Regions from separate parts of the Sus scrofa genome. Here region 2 is linked to region 1. A link is a contact called in public Hi-C data. All regions are on one chromosome and are shown on one strand. The core of a region is the stretch at or near the end of the contact, and the rest is flanking DNA. Distances in the headings are between cores, read along the strand shown.

The links. A called contact is a pair of places that touch in the nucleus more often than the background predicts.
Region 2: a Hi-C map of fetal skeletal muscle shows a contact between it and region 1, with 2.7 times the contacts expected there. The contact joins two enhancer-like sites. A contact is called at or near these places in 2 of 47 Hi-C or Micro-C datasets (brain and fetal skeletal muscle) and 1 of 2 datasets of contacts at active chromatin or transcription factors (skeletal muscle).

The regions. Positions count from the first base shown.
Region 1 is chr9:48,753,485-48,759,115 of Sscrofa11.1, reverse strand. All of the region lies in intron 3 of LOC110255448 (a long non-coding RNA gene), which reads right to left. Among named protein-coding and RNA genes, the nearest start is that of MIR9804, 230 kb to the left of the region's middle. Within about 2 kb of position 2,350, at least 14 of the 83 cell types and tissues checked have an H3K27ac peak or open chromatin away from gene starts, as enhancers often do. A contact at or near this core is called in fetal skeletal muscle, where this site is marked.
Region 2 is chr9:49,102,601-49,108,208 of Sscrofa11.1, reverse strand. All of the region lies in intron 1 of LOC106504205 (a long non-coding RNA gene), which reads left to right. Among named protein-coding and RNA genes, the nearest start is that of MIR125B-1, 4.1 kb to the left of the region's middle. Within about 2 kb of position 2,753, at least 13 of the 83 cell types and tissues checked have an H3K27ac peak or open chromatin away from gene starts, as enhancers often do. A contact at or near this core is called in fetal skeletal muscle, where this site is marked.

The sequences.
Region 1 (5,631 bases), core at 1,101-3,600:
ATATCTTCCCATGAAATATTGTGCAAATTAAAAGAGAAAAAAAAAACCATTTATGAAGCATGTAGAACACCACCTGAAGCTTACTAAAATTTTAAGAACATCATTTCCCATCTCCCCATGTACTAAATGGATGTTCACATCCTAAATTGATTGGAGGAAATTCCTTGATTTTAAGCAAGGCAGGAGCCAACAAGGAAGGCAAGTGTGCTCTTTCAAAATGTTTAAACCCACCTCCTCTCTTTGGTGCTTTCAAAATGTGCACTATGTCACACCTCCCAGAGAAAAGGTATGTCATAGAAAGAGGGAGGCAGGGGCACTGAGACAGTTGCAGGTTTAGGAAACCATTGATGATGGCCTTTCCACCACCTACATCTCAGTGTGAATTAAATGTAATCATGCAGGAATCCCCATGGTGGCTCAGGGGTCACAAACCTAACTAGTATCCATGAGGCCAGGAGTTCGATCCCCGGCCTTGCTCAGTAGGTAAAAGGATCTGGCATTGCTGTGAGCTGTGTTGTAGGTCACGTGGCTCCGATCCTGCTTGCCATGGCTGTGGTGTAGGCCGGCAGCCATAGCTTGAATGACCCCTGCCTGGGAATTTCCATATACCGCAGATGCAGCCCTAAAAAGCAAAACAAACAAACAAAAACATATAAGACCATCTTAGTTTAATTTATCTTGCTGGAAAAGTCCAATTATGTTATGGAGGTCAAAGTAAATCTCTTGACCCTTGCTTTTTTGATTTTAACAAGGAAGCTTATTGCAAAGGATGTTAAAATATGATTGAATTTATGAGTATGATGGACCACCCCCGTATTACAAGGGGTTGCCCTTCCGGTTGGTCTGGATGAGCCCTAATTAAAAAAGAATGGTCTAAATGGACATTCCAGCCTCAGATCACAACTGGGATGCACCCTAAGAGAGCAAGAACTCTGAGCAGTGTAGAATGCTGGACAGGAAGGGGGAAGGGTCTCAACTCTCATCCTGCTTGGTCTTTAGCTTGCTGTGCTACCTGGGAAGCTGCCCCTCCATAGCTTTCGAGGTCCCCACAGACTCAGGGAACTTCCTGCCCTAGATGTGGGATTCTGAGGCTCATCACCTCTTCCTCAAATCCTGATTGAAGAGGTTCTACTCCTCTAAGTCTATTAACACACCTTGAGATCAGAGAGACCTGTCCTGGACATAGGAGAGAGGCATGGGCAAGAATGAAGGATAGGAGGCAAGGAATGAAAAGAGGAATTGGGAGACACATATAAATTAGAAATGCATTAAAAATAGAAATGTATTTTTAAAAGGCATCTAGTTGGAATGGATACATTAAATCAGAATAATGTCTTCACGAGTTCATGGAGGGATAAAGTAGGATATTTCCTCTGTAGTCTTAACCCTTGAACTAACTAGCCGTGTGACTTTGGATCAGTCAGTTCCCTTCTTAACTCTATTTTCTTCTCTGCAAAACAACGCATTTGGGGCAGACGGTTTCCAAGCAAAATAACTTGATGAATCAAAGTAAGGGTGAATAGAACATAATGTGTGTATAAACCCTGAGGGAAGCTGGGAGGAACCAAGCCATGGTCCAGAGTGTGCAGGGGGTCCATCCTACAGCCTCCCCGTTCTTCAGAGAGTGCACCCTCCCTGTCCAACTTCCCAGACTGTGCTGGCGTCGCCAAAGGGCTGCTGGGAACTTCTTTGCACAGCCCTGCTCCTAAATGAACTCCCAGGAGACTGGGGGTGGAGGAGGGTGCCAGTTTAAAGCAGGTCTGATATGATCCAGGACCTGATAGGGTTTCAGCTGCCTGCTTTCTGGCAATTTGCAGAGAAATTAAAGAGATTCTTGTAGAGGTTAAATGGCTTGAGTCCTAGGGAGGGGACGCTGTTGCTCAGAAAGAAACACAAAGACGAGATTCATCTTGCTCAAGAATTATAAATAGAACAGTCAGATTAGATTCGGCAGAGGAATGGGGGCACCATGAAGGAGCCAAGTTCTTGCCGAATAAAGAGGCAAGGCTCCAAAGACTCCCAAAGCCGGCTTTCAAAGGGGAAAAAAGAAAAGTTGGGAAAGAAGAAAACTTCAAAAAAAATGGGCCTTTTCTTTTAACCCGCAACTTCTTTCAGGCAAGAAGGCAAAAATCATTCAGTTCCTGAAATAGAGATTAAAAGTAAATTATCACCCCATAAGGAGTCGTTCACTGTAAAAGGAATGAAAATAGTTTACTGCTCTACGGAAAATGCAAGCTGCTTCCAAACTTTAGGTTAAAAACTTGGCAAAGGGAGCTTGGCCTCCCTGTGTATCTGTCTCGGAGATGTTTATCCAGCGGATGGAGATATTGAGATGGGCCTGGTCTTCAGGTTTGTTTTTCGTTCCGCATAAGGTTTCCATCAGATACAGTCTACAAACTGGTGCAAGCCAGGAGGCTGCTGGAGGGAGGCCCTGATTGAACTCCAGCAAGCTCTGCCCACACCAGGACTCCGCTTGGTAAGAACAAAGCAGTGGTGCAGAGACCAAGCTGGAAGCAGTGCTGGGAGCTGGTGGACTGCATACTGGCTCCTGACTCAAAAGACCCTCTTTTTAGGTCTGCTTCCAGCATTAAATGCCATATGGTCTTAGACAAGTCACTCGGCCTCTCTGAGCTACAGATTCCCCATCTGTTCATCAGTGAGTCTGGCTTCCACCTACATCTCAAAGTTGTTAGAAGGAAGTCATACAAAATACGAGTTCTGTAGAAATGCCATCCATAGTCTATGTGAAAACAGATCGCTTCAAGGGGACCTTAAGTGCTTCCTCCAGAACCACAGGTAATGTGGGCTACTCAGTCACATTATATATTTTCTGTTCTCTACAGGATGTCATCTAAATACTTCCTCTCTCCTCTCCTAAAAGGAAGTCCACAGAGGCAATAAACACAGAGATTGAGAACATGGATTTTGGATTAAGAAAAGCTAGATCTCTCCTGTCTCACACATTAGGTACATAGCATTGGAAGACTTTTATTAAACTCTCTCTCTCTCAGCTTACTTCACAATAAAATGGGAGTGTTGCTGGCCTCCCAGGTTGGATGCAAGGGTTCATGAAAAACAAGAAGGTATGCAAATCACATAGCATGTGCTCAATAAAGTATGGTATGCTCTTTAATCACCACCCATTATCATAATCACCAGTTTTATTGTTTCTGGATTAAATCAGACAAGTAACCCTCAATTTACTCATATGCCTTTAACTCCAATTTAAGCCTTGCTTCCTTAAAAATATGTGGATTTTTCTTTTAATTTTTTGGCCACCTCGAGGCATATAGAGTCCCAGGCCAGGAGTCAGATCTGAGCCGCAGCTACAACCCAGCAATGCCAGATCCTTAACCCACTGTGCCAAGCTGTGGATTGAACCTGCATCCCAGCACTCCATAGATGTTGCCAATGCCATTGCATCACAGAGGGAACGCCTGCATTATTATTATTATTATTATAAAAACAATACACGAATATACTTCCACTTCCAGGGAGGTGGAGTAGGCATACATTTCCTTATTCTTCCACTCAGTACAACTGAAAAGCCTGGGACATGTGTATAAAAAAACTTAAGACTCCGAAAGGTGGGGAGAAGATGGAAGACTGTCTAGGGACCTCAAGAACCAAAAGTCAACACAGCATTTATTTCCCAGGTTTCCTTTTTGCTTCATATACTCCAGACTTGGAGTTGAACAAGCCAGAAACTCAGAAATGGCAACAGGCATAGATTAAAAATAGCTTCAACAAAAGCCTGTTCTCCCTAGCCAAAGGCAGGAAAGAGGGAGCCCAGCAGGATAGAAAACTTCCAGGCAATAATTGCTCTATTCCTACCAAAAAGCACAGAAAATACTTTGTCCCAACCCTACCCATGCCAGCAAAAGCCAGTGGGGAAGCTAGATTTCTATCCTTGTCAAGCTGTAATGAGGCACCCAATGCCCCCATCAGGTGTTGTCAGAAAAGGCCAAGTGGGAAAGACAAATACCATATGATAGCACTTATATCTGGAATCTAATATAGGGCACAAATGAACCATCCCACAGAAAAGAAAATCAGGGACCTGGAGAATAGACTTGTGCTTGCCAAGGGGGAGGGGGAGGGAAGTGGAATGGATGGGGTGCTTGGGGTTAACAGATGCAGACTATTGCCTTTGGAATGGATTAGCAATGAGATCCTGCTGTGTAGCCCTGAAACTATGTCTGGTCCCTTATGATGGAGCATGATAATGTGAGAAAATAGAATGTATACATGTATGTGTAACCAGGTCACCATGTTGTACAATAGAAAATTGACAGAACACTGTAAACCAGCTATAATGGGGGGGGGAAAGGCCAAGTGAGAAGCTACAGCTTTATCCCTGCCCTGCAAAGACCACAGTGACCACAGTGTCGGTGGAAACCTCATATGAAGCAAAGACTGACAGAATAGAAATATGAGAAAGCAGTCTAGGATAATAAAGATTTTAATAACCCACTGTCAATAATGGATAGAACAATTAAACAGAAGATAAAATAGAGGGCTTGAATAACATAATTAACCAACTGGATCTAACAGACAGAAACAGAACACTCTGCCCAACAATAATAGAATACATATTCTTCCCAGGCGCACATGGAGCATTCTCCAGGATAGAACATATTAGGTCACAAATTAAATATCAATAGATATTTAAAAGTTAGATAGCATACAAAGCGTGTTCTCTCATTACAAGAGAATGAAGTTAGAAATCAGTAACAGAAGGAAAACTGGGAAATTTACAAATCTGTAGAAATTCAGCAATACACTATGAACCATGGGACAAAGAAGAAATCAAAAGGGAAATTAGAACATATCTTGGGACAAATAAAAATGAAAATACAACATGTCAAAAAAATGGGTGAAATTTATATCTAAAAATGTTTATATATATAAAAAGAAAGACTTTAAATTGATGACCTAACTTTACAACTTAAAGAATTAGAAAAAGGACAAACTAAACTCAAAGCTAGCAGAAGGAAGGAAATTATAAAGATTAGAGCATGGATAGGGAGTTCCTGTCATGGCTCAGAAGTAACAAACCTGGAGTTCCCGTCGTGGCTCAGTGGTTAATGAATCCAACTAGGAACCATGAGGTTGCAGGTTTGATCCCTGGCCTCGCTCAGTGGGTTAAGGATACGGTGTTGCCACAAGCTGTGGTTTAGGTCGCAGACACGGCTCGGATCCCATAGCATTGCTGTGGCTGTGGCATAGGCTGGCAGCTGCAGCACCAATTGGACCCCTAGCCTGGGAACTTCCATGTGCCATGAGTACAGCCCTAAAAAGCAAAGAAGAAAAAAAAAAAAAGATTATAGCATAGATAAATGAAACAGAGAAAAGAAAAATAATAGAGAAAATCAACAAAACCAAACTCTGGTTCTTTAAAAAGATTTTAAAAATTAACCCTTTAGCTAGACTACAAAAAAAAGAGAGGACTCAAATTATTAAAATTAGAAATGAAAGTGGAGAAAGTTCCCCTGATGCAGGGAGTTAAGGATCCATCATTGCTGCAGCTATGGTGCAGGTTGCAACTGCAGCACAGGTTTGATCTCTGGCCTAGGAACTTCCACATGCTGCAGGTGAGGTATGGCCAAAAAGAAAGAAGGGAAAGAAAGA
Region 2 (5,608 bases), core at 1,504-4,003, 350 kb before region 1:
TTCCTACCTTTTTTAGAGTGTTTAATTGCAGTTTTTAGTCATTGACTCCAAATCGTAGTCAAGAAACCATTTTGTGTCAGAAAACTGACTTGAGAACATGAATTGTACAACAATTGCATTGTGCCTTTTGTTGAAACTGCTGTGTAGTTGTGATATTTAAATATTAGTTTCCAGCCTTTGATAGTCTAAATATGCTTCCAAGAAAAGAGCCCTTTGATTTTCAAGTTATCTTTGGGTTTCTATACCATGGATTAATGATTTTCCCCCATCTTTGCTGATGCGTATGTGTAGGCATTTGGAAATTATGGAAAGGCATCTGTCTAACTCATGGATATATATTACCACTTGATTCATATCAAGTATTTGCCAAACTGCTTTTTGCAGTCAAAACATTATCTGCAATTTGCTCTATGAAAATGTATGCCGGGATCAATAAAAGCAGGCTAGATGTAATTCTTCTGTGATCTTAAATGAGAGCAGCGTAGTAATTGAATACAACTGATGCAGTTTATATTCCAAGGTACTTTTTTGGTTCTGTACATGTTTTCAAGTGAACTGCCCATGTCCTGAGGTTGCTATCATACGATTGATCACACAGGCATTTAGGAGCACGTAACGACACACGAGATTTTATATTTCCACAGGGAACTGCTTCAGTGTAAGGGCAGGTTTCTCAACACCCTTCTTCCTCACCGAGCCCATCAGTGAAGTTCAGTGAAATGAATAACATAATTGGTGGTTGGTTCAATCACTACCAGTCTAGACTAGCCCAGACGCATCAATTAGAGGGGGCTGTCTTTTAAAGGGAGAGTGCCACCGAAACAAGCAGGGCATTATTGATACTGATCTTTAAAAGTGCAAATCCAGCTTGGCAGATAAAAAAAAAAAAAAAAATAAGGCGGGGAAAAGAGGGGGGCGCATTGCGGGAAGAAAAGAGAAAGAAGTGAACTGGAGCTTTCGGACACAGAAGGACAGGAAGCTTGAGAGAAAAGGAGAGGATAATGAGTGAAATGCAATGCAGCACCTCTTTGCAACACACAGTTACAATTCAGGACACAGGACGCCCTGGTTCACCTTATTTGTAACTAGATTCTCCCCCACCACACACACCTTTTTTTTTTTTCCTTTAAATTCCTTTTTTGCCTCTGTTTCCAAAGAAGTGCCAGCTCAAAACCAACGCAGTTAGAAATTGAACAGCTCTAGGAAGCTCTGGTGAGAATAAAGCCAAGCCAGACCAAGCAGCCAAAACTCCTTTTGCAACATTTTTCCCCCAAAGAAAAACACGGATGATGTTTATTTTTTGAGTCTCTAATTCTACCTTAAAAAAAAAAAAAATCAACTGTACAAATGAACAGTACTCATTTTAAATCCAGCACCTGGGAAGTAATTTTATGGGCAAGACACCTTTAGGTAAACAGCTCATAGTTTTGTGTTGAATACAGTAAAATTATGAAGAGTGTAACAAAAGGCTTTGGTAATTTGGTGGGGTTTTTTTTTTTTTATCTTTTGATGATAAAAGACAGATGATTTGGAAAGCTTAGGAACACATCAAGCCCCAGGGAAAGAAAATGTTTGATTGGTATTAATTAAAACACTGCTAATATATTCTAATAAAATCAAATTTAACATTCTAAACTAATCCGCTTGGTATGTCAAAGGAAAAGAAAAGTATTATCTTATTTGCATCTCTGCAATCCAAATGCATTTGCTCATTCAGCAGAATTAATTTTTATCACCAGCCTGTTTAATCTCCTCACAGATTCAGCCAAACTTATTCTTTCGAACTAAAAAGGATCAGGGTAGGGAATCTAGAAAGGTACGGGGAAGACCAGCGCCTGTATTTAGTACTGGCTTTATATTTTATGATGTTTTTTTCTCTTCGTTCGATGTAATGGGGTGTGGAGGAAAACCGTGAGTCTGCAGCGAGAATGATAAATGGATAATTTTTCCTCTTTTTCTCCTACCTACTGGGTTATTTAGGAATTCCAGTGGCCAAATTATGTGAGTGGCATTTATTTACATGAGTGATGTGGGACTGTTGATTATATCTCATTTATTTCTGATTTCAGAATCTGTTTTATTACAAATCCGTAATGAAAAAAAAAGGGGGGCTCTTAAACCAGAGACCAACTGCCTTTTCTCAATTATCTTCAACTGTAGTCCACTGAAGAGAAAGTGGGGAGGTGAATGCAAAATTTTATTCACTGAGAACTGAGTTCTTTGTTTCCTTTTAAAGTCAAAATTGCTACAGAAAAATTCATACTTTCATGTGGCGAGTTTTTACGCTCTTTATTGTTCAACTCTCACAATGGATAAAATTGTCCCCAAATGACATCATAGCCAAAATGTTTCTCCTCTCATTAGTCTCCCATGACTATGATATCATATGTAAATATGGGCCTCACAAAAAAAAAAAAAATGAATGGGCCGTAAATACTGAGGACCACATTTGTATATTTCAAAAGCAAGGCATTCGGCACTTTCTCCAGGAGATGTAACACTACTGACTCAACTACTGAGGAGCTTGCTCCATTGCCTTTTCCAGTTCTTTGACGTAAAAGAGCAGTCGCAGTTCGGTTTCACATGTATTGTTCTATAATCCAGGCAATAAATGCTAATTAGTAATGCTCAAGGATCCGACCATTCAGAGTAATTATCATAATTTACTTCTTCCTTGTTAAAGACATTGCTTGCTGATTAAAAAAAAAATTAAATCGTCGTTTTACCATCGCACTGCAGTGGAAATACACTGGAGAGATGTGCAAGGTATAGGAATATCGCTCTGGCTGTGCTCGAAGTCACCGGCCTGTGCCTCTTAGCTTATTCCAAATGGAATTGCAACTGGATTTCTCAAATGAAATTCATGTAAATGCATAAAGTTTTGCATGTGTACCAGGAATGTATGATTTTATTTTACAAACCCCAGGGCTCCTTCTTCCCCGCCCACCCCCTTTCTAAAACCACTTACTGAGCAGAACAAAGGAAACTGCTAACTATAGAGGCATCATTAAGTGTGAACAGCAACAGCGTGATAAAGTATGTGATATGACAACATATTTCATTGCACAAAAGTGCAGATAATTAAATAATTCAATACTAACCCTGACTAATTAGCAGAAAGATCTTTAAGGAGGAATCGAGAAAATGGATTCAATCAACTTGAATAATAAGCGCCATTCTCCAAGATCACAAATACATATTTGGTTATTTGGTGATTGATTGATTGATGATTGATACAGAGAGATGAGGACAAAAGCCTGTTCCTCACAATGGATCTTGGATCTGGTGTCCTCTTTAGGACAAATTAATCATATGTTTTAAAAGAGCAGCATTAAATGTAGGGCTCTCTTTTCCATCAAGGGTATAATCCATTGCACATTTCTCTCTTTTCAGTTAATCCAAAAAAAAAAAAAAATCATCAACCCCTTAGTTTTTCATATCATTGCCTCAATACTTATGTTGCCTCCCCCACATTTTCTAAGGAGGCTCTCCTTTAAGTTTGTTTCTCAATGCTCGAAGCAAATAAGGATCCTATGCCCAGAAGAAACAGAATGAATAACCATGCTGAATATTATATTTGGTGGAACCTTCCCCTTTTGCTTTATATATCAAAGGTAATACCCCCCGTTCATTGTTCATGGGTCCTTTAAGGAAGAGCTTCAGCTTTTACATGAGGGTTGTAAGCACATTAGAGGAATAATTCCCTTTGGATACTACACAGAAGGAGCCACCTGCAAAATGTTGATGCTGTTATTGAAATCTCAAGTGGAATCAGCTTTCAAAAAATTAGATATTAGATACATCCGATATAATTTGCAATGTGTAATTATACTAATGTGCATATAGTTGCGTGTTGCTTTACATGTTGCCTACTTGAGATTTTTTTCCCCCCACTTGGGCATTTCTCATCATTGGAAATGGCTCCACAGTAGAATGTTTTTAAAGTCAGCTTTTATTTTTTTGAATTCCTTGTTACTTAACATAAGAAGAAAAGAATTCTGTGTGCTCATGCAAGAATGACTATGTCTGACCTAGATGTTAGAAATTAACCATCACTTAAAGGGTTATTAGCATTGTGGATACCTGCATTATTCATAAACTATTTGCTGCTCTTTACTTTTTTAGTCTTTATCTTGACTTTGGGCAACTTGAAGTAATGGAGAATATTAGAACAGTAAATCTTATTCATAAGAAATCCATTTCCTTTGTTAGAATAATGAGAGAAAATGCCTGGGAAATGGCCTTAGGCAGAGGTAATAATTTTAATTTAGTCTAAGTAATCAAAATCGTAACAATAACAAACAACTTTTCTATTTTTCCTCCATTTTGCACGGCACACATGATGAATAGCTGAAACTCTGCCTCAGGTCCTCAGTGCACTAACATCACCTTCCCTTTTGGTGTCTCCTGGGCTGGAGACCCCCCTCCCCGAGGAGCTGACCCCTGAAGATCTAGCTATGGAGGAAAAACCCAGGCAGAGCAACAAGGAGTTGATTGGTCAGCGTGGCACTTGGCACTTGCTCTGTGCTCAGTAGGTGGAGATGGTCTTGATGCAAATTTGGAGAATCATTACCATCAGATCACAGAGGGACCCTGAGCACAGCGATGCAAGGCACCCGATTTACACTTATACATCCAGGAGATAGAAAGGATTCTGAGGGAGGCTCTTGTTGAGATGATACATGATAGTATTTATTCCGATTAAGTAGGCAGAGGCCCCAAAGAATGCTGATTTGTTAAACTTTTGACTCATACTAGACACCTAGAATTTGGTGGTTAGCGTATTTGTACTGTTTGTTCCTCAGCATTGATTTTGATCATGGGGTCCACATTATAAAAGAGACATTTTTGCAGGAGCTCTATCTTGGCAATGCTAAAGCAGTACGTTGACTGACTTTTCATCTGCTCATGCGGACAAGGACTTTGTGTTATTAGCTCCCCAAAGGAGTCCCACAAAAATTGTGTCAAATATCTTTCCTTGCAACAGTAGCACTTTAGTTGACTCAGAAGTGAGCCTCATACACATGTATCAAAGCTTAGCACCCCACCTTCCCATTCTATGATCACGAAATAATAAATTCTGAAATCTTTAAGAGGTTTATTTATCCGTCCAGGAGCAGTTATGACATGCTTGATCAGAATGGAAAAACACCTATTAACAATATTTAACATTAGGTTATTTTACAGGTTTTAAGAAAGATAGATAGATGGATAGATAGATATACTGCCATCTAGAAAGAGAACCAACACATATCGGGATATACTGCCATCTAGAAAGAGAACCAACACGTATCCAAAGTGTTTAGTGCAGTAAGAGGCTTGTGTGGCAGTGTATCCCCTTTGATGCACCTAACTCATTATGCATCTTCATTGTGCTAACATAATGAAGAGGCTGACAATAAAGGCTTTCATTAATTTAAAATCCACCTGCAAAGTATATCTCATTCATAACAACTTTTGTAGAATAAAAGAAACATTAATAAAGCTCTTCCCAAATATCCTTATGTGTAAAATGAGTGGGGTGGGATGACTTGGTCTCTCAATTCTTTTACAGCGAAGAATTTTGGAAGCTTCTCTAGAGCACAGAGGTAGACGAACAACTTCAGGA